2 separate regions of the Mus musculus genome follow, and region 2 is linked to region 1. The links are chromatin contacts, called in public targeted proximity ligation maps. All regions are on one chromosome and are shown on one strand. The core of a region is the stretch at or near the end of the contact, and the rest is flanking DNA. Distances in the headings are between cores, read along the strand shown.

Evidence for each region.
Region 2: a targeted proximity ligation map of CD8 T cells shows a contact between it and region 1, with 5 read pairs. A contact is called at or near these places in 1 of 130 datasets of targeted methods (CD8 T cells) and 1 of 9 other capture datasets (adipose tissue).

The regions. Positions count from the first base shown.
Region 1 is chr19:10,762,491-10,766,073 of GRCm38.p6, forward strand. The region is part of intron 1 of A430093F15Rik (RIKEN cDNA A430093F15 gene); the gene reads left to right. Among named protein-coding and RNA genes, the nearest start is that of A430093F15Rik, 23 kb to the left of the region's middle.
Region 2 is chr19:11,119,137-11,122,657 of GRCm38.p6, forward strand. The region is part of intron 1 of Ms4a20 (membrane-spanning 4-domains, subfamily A, member 20); the gene reads right to left. It also overlaps the pseudogene Gm6501. Among named protein-coding and RNA genes, the nearest start is that of Ms4a20, 10 kb to the right of the region's middle.

The DNA.
Region 1 (3,583 bases), core at 176-2,675:
CACACTTAGGATGACCCCAGTCGTGTGCTCCGGACAGTCAGCACTAATTAATTGCTATGCTTATGTCTGCAGGGTTCAGATATGCTCAGACTTGTATCTGAACTCTCCACCATCTGTGGTTAATATCATCTCATCTGGCGTGTGAATCGAAACCTGTCTGTGAACCCTGGCCTGTGCAACGCCAGGCAGTGTGGAGGCTTGGAAGCTTGCACACATGAGCCTAGGCTCCATCTGTGTTTGGCTCATCTTTAGCTTCAGTGTGGATCATTGACTTAATTTGCTATAGATGCTCACTAGGTTGAATTAGGGAGCCCAGAGACACCACTGTTAGAGAGGTGCTCATTGGAAGCTTGGCATGCGCCTAGGATCCTGGCACTCAGGAGGATGAGGCAGGAGGATCATGACTTTGAGGCTGGTCACACAGCAAATTTGAGGACAGTCTGATATTTATATAACGAGATCCTGGGGTGGGGGTGGGGGATGGGGAGAATGATACTTCCTTAAAAGTTTTTATTATTTATATTTTATTATTCATATTATATACATTTATATTTATCTGTGTGTGTTTGTACCAGGGTACAACCTCCTGTTTCATTACTTTGGTATCATTCATTTTTTTGTTTGTTTTTAGCCAGGGTCTTTCTTTGACCAGAAACTTATCGGTTAAGCCAGACTGGCTGCCATCAATCCACCTGCCTTCCCTTCCCCAGCTCCAGGGTTACAAGTGCAACCATCACAGCTGTCTTTTATAAAATGTGGGCTCAGGGAATTGAACTCTGATCCTCATGCTTTCGTGTCTAGCACTTTATGGATTGAGTCACCATCTTGGTCACCACCCTTATTATTTCTATATGAATTTGGTTTTTAGCACTCAAACCAAAGTAACAGGACAGGTTAGGCTAGTATGTACCCACGTGGTATGACAGCCATCCCTCCTAGTAGCTTGCCTCACTCGTGGAAGCAAAGCGGCAGGAAGTGACACTGACCTACACTGACCACCTTTGTTTTAGATCAGGTGTGAATAATGCCGATCTAGTTCCCACCTCCTCCCAGCTCTTGGTGGTGTGAGTCATGGTGTGTCATCCTTCTTGGATGCATTTTTCCCTTCCAGAAGCTCAAAGCTCTGTTGCTATGGGCAGAGAAACTCGAGTGCCAAATGACTATGTTTCAAACAGGATGGTGCGCTGAGTGTCTGGTAAAGTACCTGGGAGTTTTCTTTGCGCCCGATGAGGTCGGAGGCTGAGCCGTGGGGGCTTATGTGATGTTATGGTCATATACAGTAGCGATCCGGAACCTTTCAGCCCTGACGAATCACCCACCTTTGAACTGAGGATTTAAAAAAAAGACAGAATCTTTCTGTGGTCGCAACCAAGATGTGATGATAGACCGAGCCCTGAGAGTCTCAGCCAGCCCACTGGCACGTTCTGAGGGTGCTGTGAAACTCAGCTAAGCCACCCATCGTCATAAGAGAACAAGCAAGTGGGGGTACGAAAGGGAGATCGCACGAGTTCTGTTTCTCACTGGCTGCGCAAACAGGAGCTTGCCGGAAGTTGCACAGTGGGAACATAAGCCTTGTGAAGCTTTTCTGGGAATGATTGGGAGGTGGGGGGTGGGGAGTGGGGGTGGGGGTGCGATGGCTTTTGTTTTCTGTTTTTCCATTTTCTCATTTTCCATGACTCTTGACATATTTATGACCTGGGACTTTTTTGGGTGGGATCCTGACGGAATGTTAGTGCTATTCAGTAGTTCTGGTGGGAGTTGGGGGTTGGCAATGGGGTGAATCTGAAACTTGCCCCAAATTTGCATTCTAGTCATCAGTACAGATTCTATACAACTTCAACATTTGTTTAAGAGGTGCATGGTATGGGGCTGGTAAGATGGCTCAGTCAGTAAAGGTGCTTACAATTAAATCTGAAGATCTGAGTTCGGTCCCCAAGACTCAGTAGTGAGAAGAGAGAGCTAACTCCCCCAAGCTGTTCCCTAATGTCCATTCACTAAATAGGTAGATAGGTAGATAGGTAGATAGATAGGTAGATAGGTAGATAGATAGGAAGATAGATAGATAGATAGATAGATAGATAGATAGATAGATAGATAGACAGACAGACAGACAGGCGTGGTGTGGCTAGTATGAATTGGAGTTAACCTGGCCTTCCTCTTACAGCCAGGTTGGATAAAATCCTTGACCTGATTTCTCACTTTACCACTTCTGTTCTGGGATGGTGGGGAAAGACCTGCAGGAACAGTGTGTTTATAGGTCAGAAGGACCATGGAGCCAGAGAAGATCAGCCCTTAGAACAGCTCACCAGCACAGCTCTTGCCTTATCTGAGCTGTGTACCTGGCTATATAGTTAAGCATTAGGTAGTGATCTTGACCACCCAGATCACTTTAGTAGATCCTTAAAATATCTTTACTTTGAATATGAGGAAGCTGGGGTTCAGAGAGCCTAGGCAACCTGAACCTAACAGTATGCTGTTGGGAGAGCCATCACCTACTCTGCTTACCTTAAGAAGTCTTCACTCCTTTTTTTTTTTTTTAATATTTTTTATTACGTATTTTCCTCAATTACATTTCCAATGCTATCCCAAAAGTCCCCCATACCCCCCCCCCCACTTCCCTACCCACCTATTCCCATTTTTTGGCCCTGGCATTCCCCTGTACTGGGGCATATAAAGTTTGCGTGTCCAATGGGCCTCTCTTTCCAGTGATGGCCGACATGCAGCTAGAGTCAAGAGCTCCGGGTTACTGGTTAGTTCATAATGTTGTTGCACCTACAGGGTTGCAGATCCCTTTAGCTCCTTGGATACTTTCTCTAGCTCCTCCATTGGGGGCCCTGTGTTCCATCCAATAGCTGACTGTGAGCATCCACTTCTGTGTTTGCTAGGCCCCGGCATAGTCTCACAAGAGACAGCTATATCAGGGTCCTTTCAGCCAACGCTTGCTAGTGTATGCAATGGTGTCATCGTTTGGAGGCTAATTATGGGATGGCGAAAGGAAGTCTTCACTCCTACTGACTATCTCACTGTCATTACTAACTCTCTCCTTTGTGTCTTGGCTCAGAGGGTCCATCACAGACTGTTACCACAGGGTGGACCAAGAGATGTAGATGGATAAGCAACCTCAGGCCCTTTGTGGGAAGATCCCTTTGTTCTAAACCTTTCCAGGTACTTTGCAGCAGCTCCACTCCTGGCTAGACTTGATGCTAAGGCATGGCCTGAGCAATTCTAAGTGAGAGTGGCTGAATGTTGCTGCCAGCATATGGTTAGCTGGAGAGCACACTCGGGCCTAGGGTGGGTGGTGTCTTGGCCAGTTGGGGCTCTTTGGGGCGGGGGTGGGGAACTTTGTGACTTCACTTGTTTCGATGAGGAGGTGTGTTTGGAGTTGAGTTGTTAGACGGGGAGGCTGGAGGGAGGCTGTGGGAAAGCCTGGGATCGGGCCTAGGTGTTTTCCCAGGGGGCTGTGGGGGTGTAGCCAGGGCAATGGGGAGAGGAAGGAGATAAACCCTTCTCCTAAGATAGGCCATGACAGGGTGCTTCCCAGATGAGCCAAGATAGGACAAGAGTCCAGATGTGGCCAAGTTGT
Region 2 (3,521 bases), core at 800-3,299, 360 kb after region 1:
CATCAGCCAGAAATAGTGAGGCAGACATATCCTCAGGCCAAACCATAGACACTTGGACCTGATTATAGACATCATGGTTTCCGAAGCAATGGATATCTACTGTCCAAGATTCCTTTAGTGATGATGATCTGATTATTTCTCTCTGGTTATAAGATGCCACTGTGAGCTCAGCCTCTACATTTCATTCTTCAACTTCATCTTGGGGTGAAGTGTAGGAGGGGATCCTGGCTCTCTGAAGTCCCGTGTCTGAATTTCAGAGCTTCCCTGAGGTCCCCTGACAATACCCAACAGCTGAGCTCAGAGCATGACACAGAGAACCATTCAAACCTGCACACCCACAGTGAACTTCTTCTTCTTCTTTTTAAAATGTGGATACTAGAAAGAGGAAATAGAGAGACAGTCCCTAGTCTACCACCAGCATTGCATAAAACCCCAGCAAGTAGGACAAGAAGTGACTGTTTTTCTGATACTGAAATACAACATTGACTAACACGCTGGCACTAACATTCTAAGCCATATGGAAGGATGACATATGGGGGAACACATTGTCAGGAGAATGTGGAAAACAAGATTAACACTTAAAAAATAGGGGTTCTTTAAACAATACAATAATAGCAAACCCACTACCGGTCCAGGGAAGCAGGTAGATGACAAATCTCCAGATCTTCACTTTCCTTTCTCTCCTCCAAAGCTACTCCCCAAGTCTCTGCAGCAGAACATGTGCTGTGCCCTCTCTTCCTTTCTGCTCCCGTATCCAGAAGATCATGTAGGTCTTCTTCTACAACCTCCATCACTGCCCCATCCCTTTGTCTCAGCAGCCAACTTCCACAGGCACTTCTGGAGGACCCATTAGCCATTCCAGGGAAGCAGGTAGCCAAGCTTCAGATCTTTATTCTTCATCCTCATCTCCAAATCCAATCCCCCAATCTCATCTCCAGCTCTGTAGCAGACCACCTGTTGTGAACCTGACCCCCTCTCTGCCATATTCCCATGGGACTAAGCAGATTCTTGTGGCACACTCTGCTTTCTTCTCTCTTGTTGACTCCTTTAGCATTCCTAGCCCAAATCTATCCCTAAGTGTCATATACCAATACCTATAAACACATTGTACCTGTAACCTCCACCTGACAGGATCTCAGAAGCACTTCCTACCAGGTAACCAACACTCTCTTAAGAACCAGAGAGGGCTTTCATTGTGTTCCATAAGTTTGGGTACGTTGTGGCTTCATTTTCATTAAACTCTAAAAAGTCTTTAATTTCTTTCTTTATTCCTTCCTTGACCAAGGTATCATTGAGTAGAGTGTTGTTCATTTTCTACATGAATGTTGGCTTTCTATTATTTATGTTGTTATTGAAGATCAGCCTTAGTCCATGGTGATCTGATAGGATGCATGGGACAATTTCAATATTTTTGTATCTGTTGAGGCCTGTTTTGTGACCAATTATATGGCCAAATTTGGAGAAGGTACCATGAGGTGCTTATACTTAGACATGAAGCAAATCTCAACAAATACAAGAAAATAGAAATAACATCCTTCATCCTTTCTGACCACCGTGGATTAAAGCAGGTTATCATCATCAACAACAACAGAAACAGCAGAAGCTTACTAATTCATGGAAACTGAACAACTCTGAATGAAAAATGTGTCAAGACAGAAATAAAGAAAAGAGTTAAGACTGTCTAGAGTTCAATGAAAATGAATACACAAATTTCTCAAACTTATGGGACACAATGAAAGTGGTGTTAAGAGGAAAGTTCATAGCACTAAGTGCCTACATTAAAAAAACAAAACAAAACTGGAGAGATCTTTTACTAAAAACTTAACAGACCAGCTGAAACCTTTAGAACAATAACAAAAAATAAAATAAAAAAAAATGCTCCAGGGGGACGGGGCCGAGAGAGAGCTAGCGAGGGAGGGCGTGAAGCCAGAGAGAGCCAGAGAGGAAGAAGGGCGGCCACTCGTGTGTGAGCGGCCGCGGACGGGAGTGGGGAAGCTGGGGGAGGAGGTGCAGGGAAGGAAGGACGAAGGCTGAGAGGACAGGGCAGGGCGGCTAGCGGCTGGCGGAGGTGGCGAGGGGAGAAGGGGGTGCTGTCGGAGGGCAGGGGCTGAGCTGAGGGAGTGAGGGAGAGAAGCGGACGCGCCAGGGAGGGGAGGGAAGGGGGGTCACGCGGGGGCGCGCGCGCACCGGGAGCGCGCTCGGAGGCGAGTGGAACTGGATCGGGTTTGCTGCCAGCGGCGTGAGCTTCGGCCGCCATTTTACAACAGCTCCACTCGCGCCGGACACAGGGAGCAGCGAGCACGCGTTCCCCGCCAGCCGACCCGGTCGGACAGGATTCCTCGGCCCCAGCCCCGCGGGGAGATCTCTGGAAACATGGCTACAGAACATGTTAATGGAAATGGTACTGAAGAGCCCATGGATACTACTTCAGCAGTTATCCATTCAGAAAATTTTCAGACATTGCTTGATGCTGGTTTACCACAGAAAGTTGCTGAAAAACTAGATGAAATTTACGTTGCAGGGCTAGTTGCACATAGTGATTTAGATGAAAGAGCTATCGAAGCTTTAAAAGAGTTCAATGAAGACGGCGCATTGGCAGTGCTTCAACAGTTTAAAGACAGTGATCTCTCTCATGTTCAGAACAAAAGTGCCTTTTTATGTGGAGTCATGAAGACTTACAGGCAGAGAGAAAAACAGGGGACCAAAGTAGCAGACTCTAGTAAAGGACCAGATGAGGCAAAGATTAAGGCACTTTGGAAAGAACAGGCTACACACTTGATGTGACTACAGGTCAGAGGAAGTATGGAGGACCACCTCCAGATTCCGTTTATTCAGGTCAGCAGCCTTCTGTTGGCACTGAGATATTTGTGGGGAAGATCCCCAGAGATCTGTTTGAGGATGAGCTTGTTCCATTATTCGAGAAAGCTGGACCTATATGGGATCTTCGTTTAATGATGGATCCGCTCACTGGTCTCAACAGAGGTTATGCGTTTGTCACTTTTTGTACAAAAGAAGCAGCACAAGAGGCTGTTAAACTGTATAATAATCATGAAATTCGTTCCGGGAAGCACATTGGTGTCTGCATCTCAGTTGCCAACAATAGGCTTTTTGTGGGCTCGATTCCTAAGAGTAAAACCAAGGAACAGATTCTTGAGGAATTTAGCAAAGTGACAGAGGGTCTCACAGATGTCATTTTATACCACCAACCTGATGACAAGAAAAAAAACAGAGGCTTTTGCTTTCTTGAATATGAAGATCACAAAACAGCTGCCCAGGCAAGACGTAGGCTGCAAATTTGTCTGGAATAACAAAAAACCTAGGATAGCAAAAAGTCTTCTCAAGGATAAAAGAACTTCTGGCGGAATCACCATGCCAGACCTAAAGCTTTACTACAGAGCAATTGTGATAAAAACTGCATGGTACTGGTATAGAGACAGACAAGTAGACCAATGGAATAGAATTGAAGACCCAGAAATGAACCCACACACCTATGGTCACTTGATCTTCGACAAGGGAGCTAA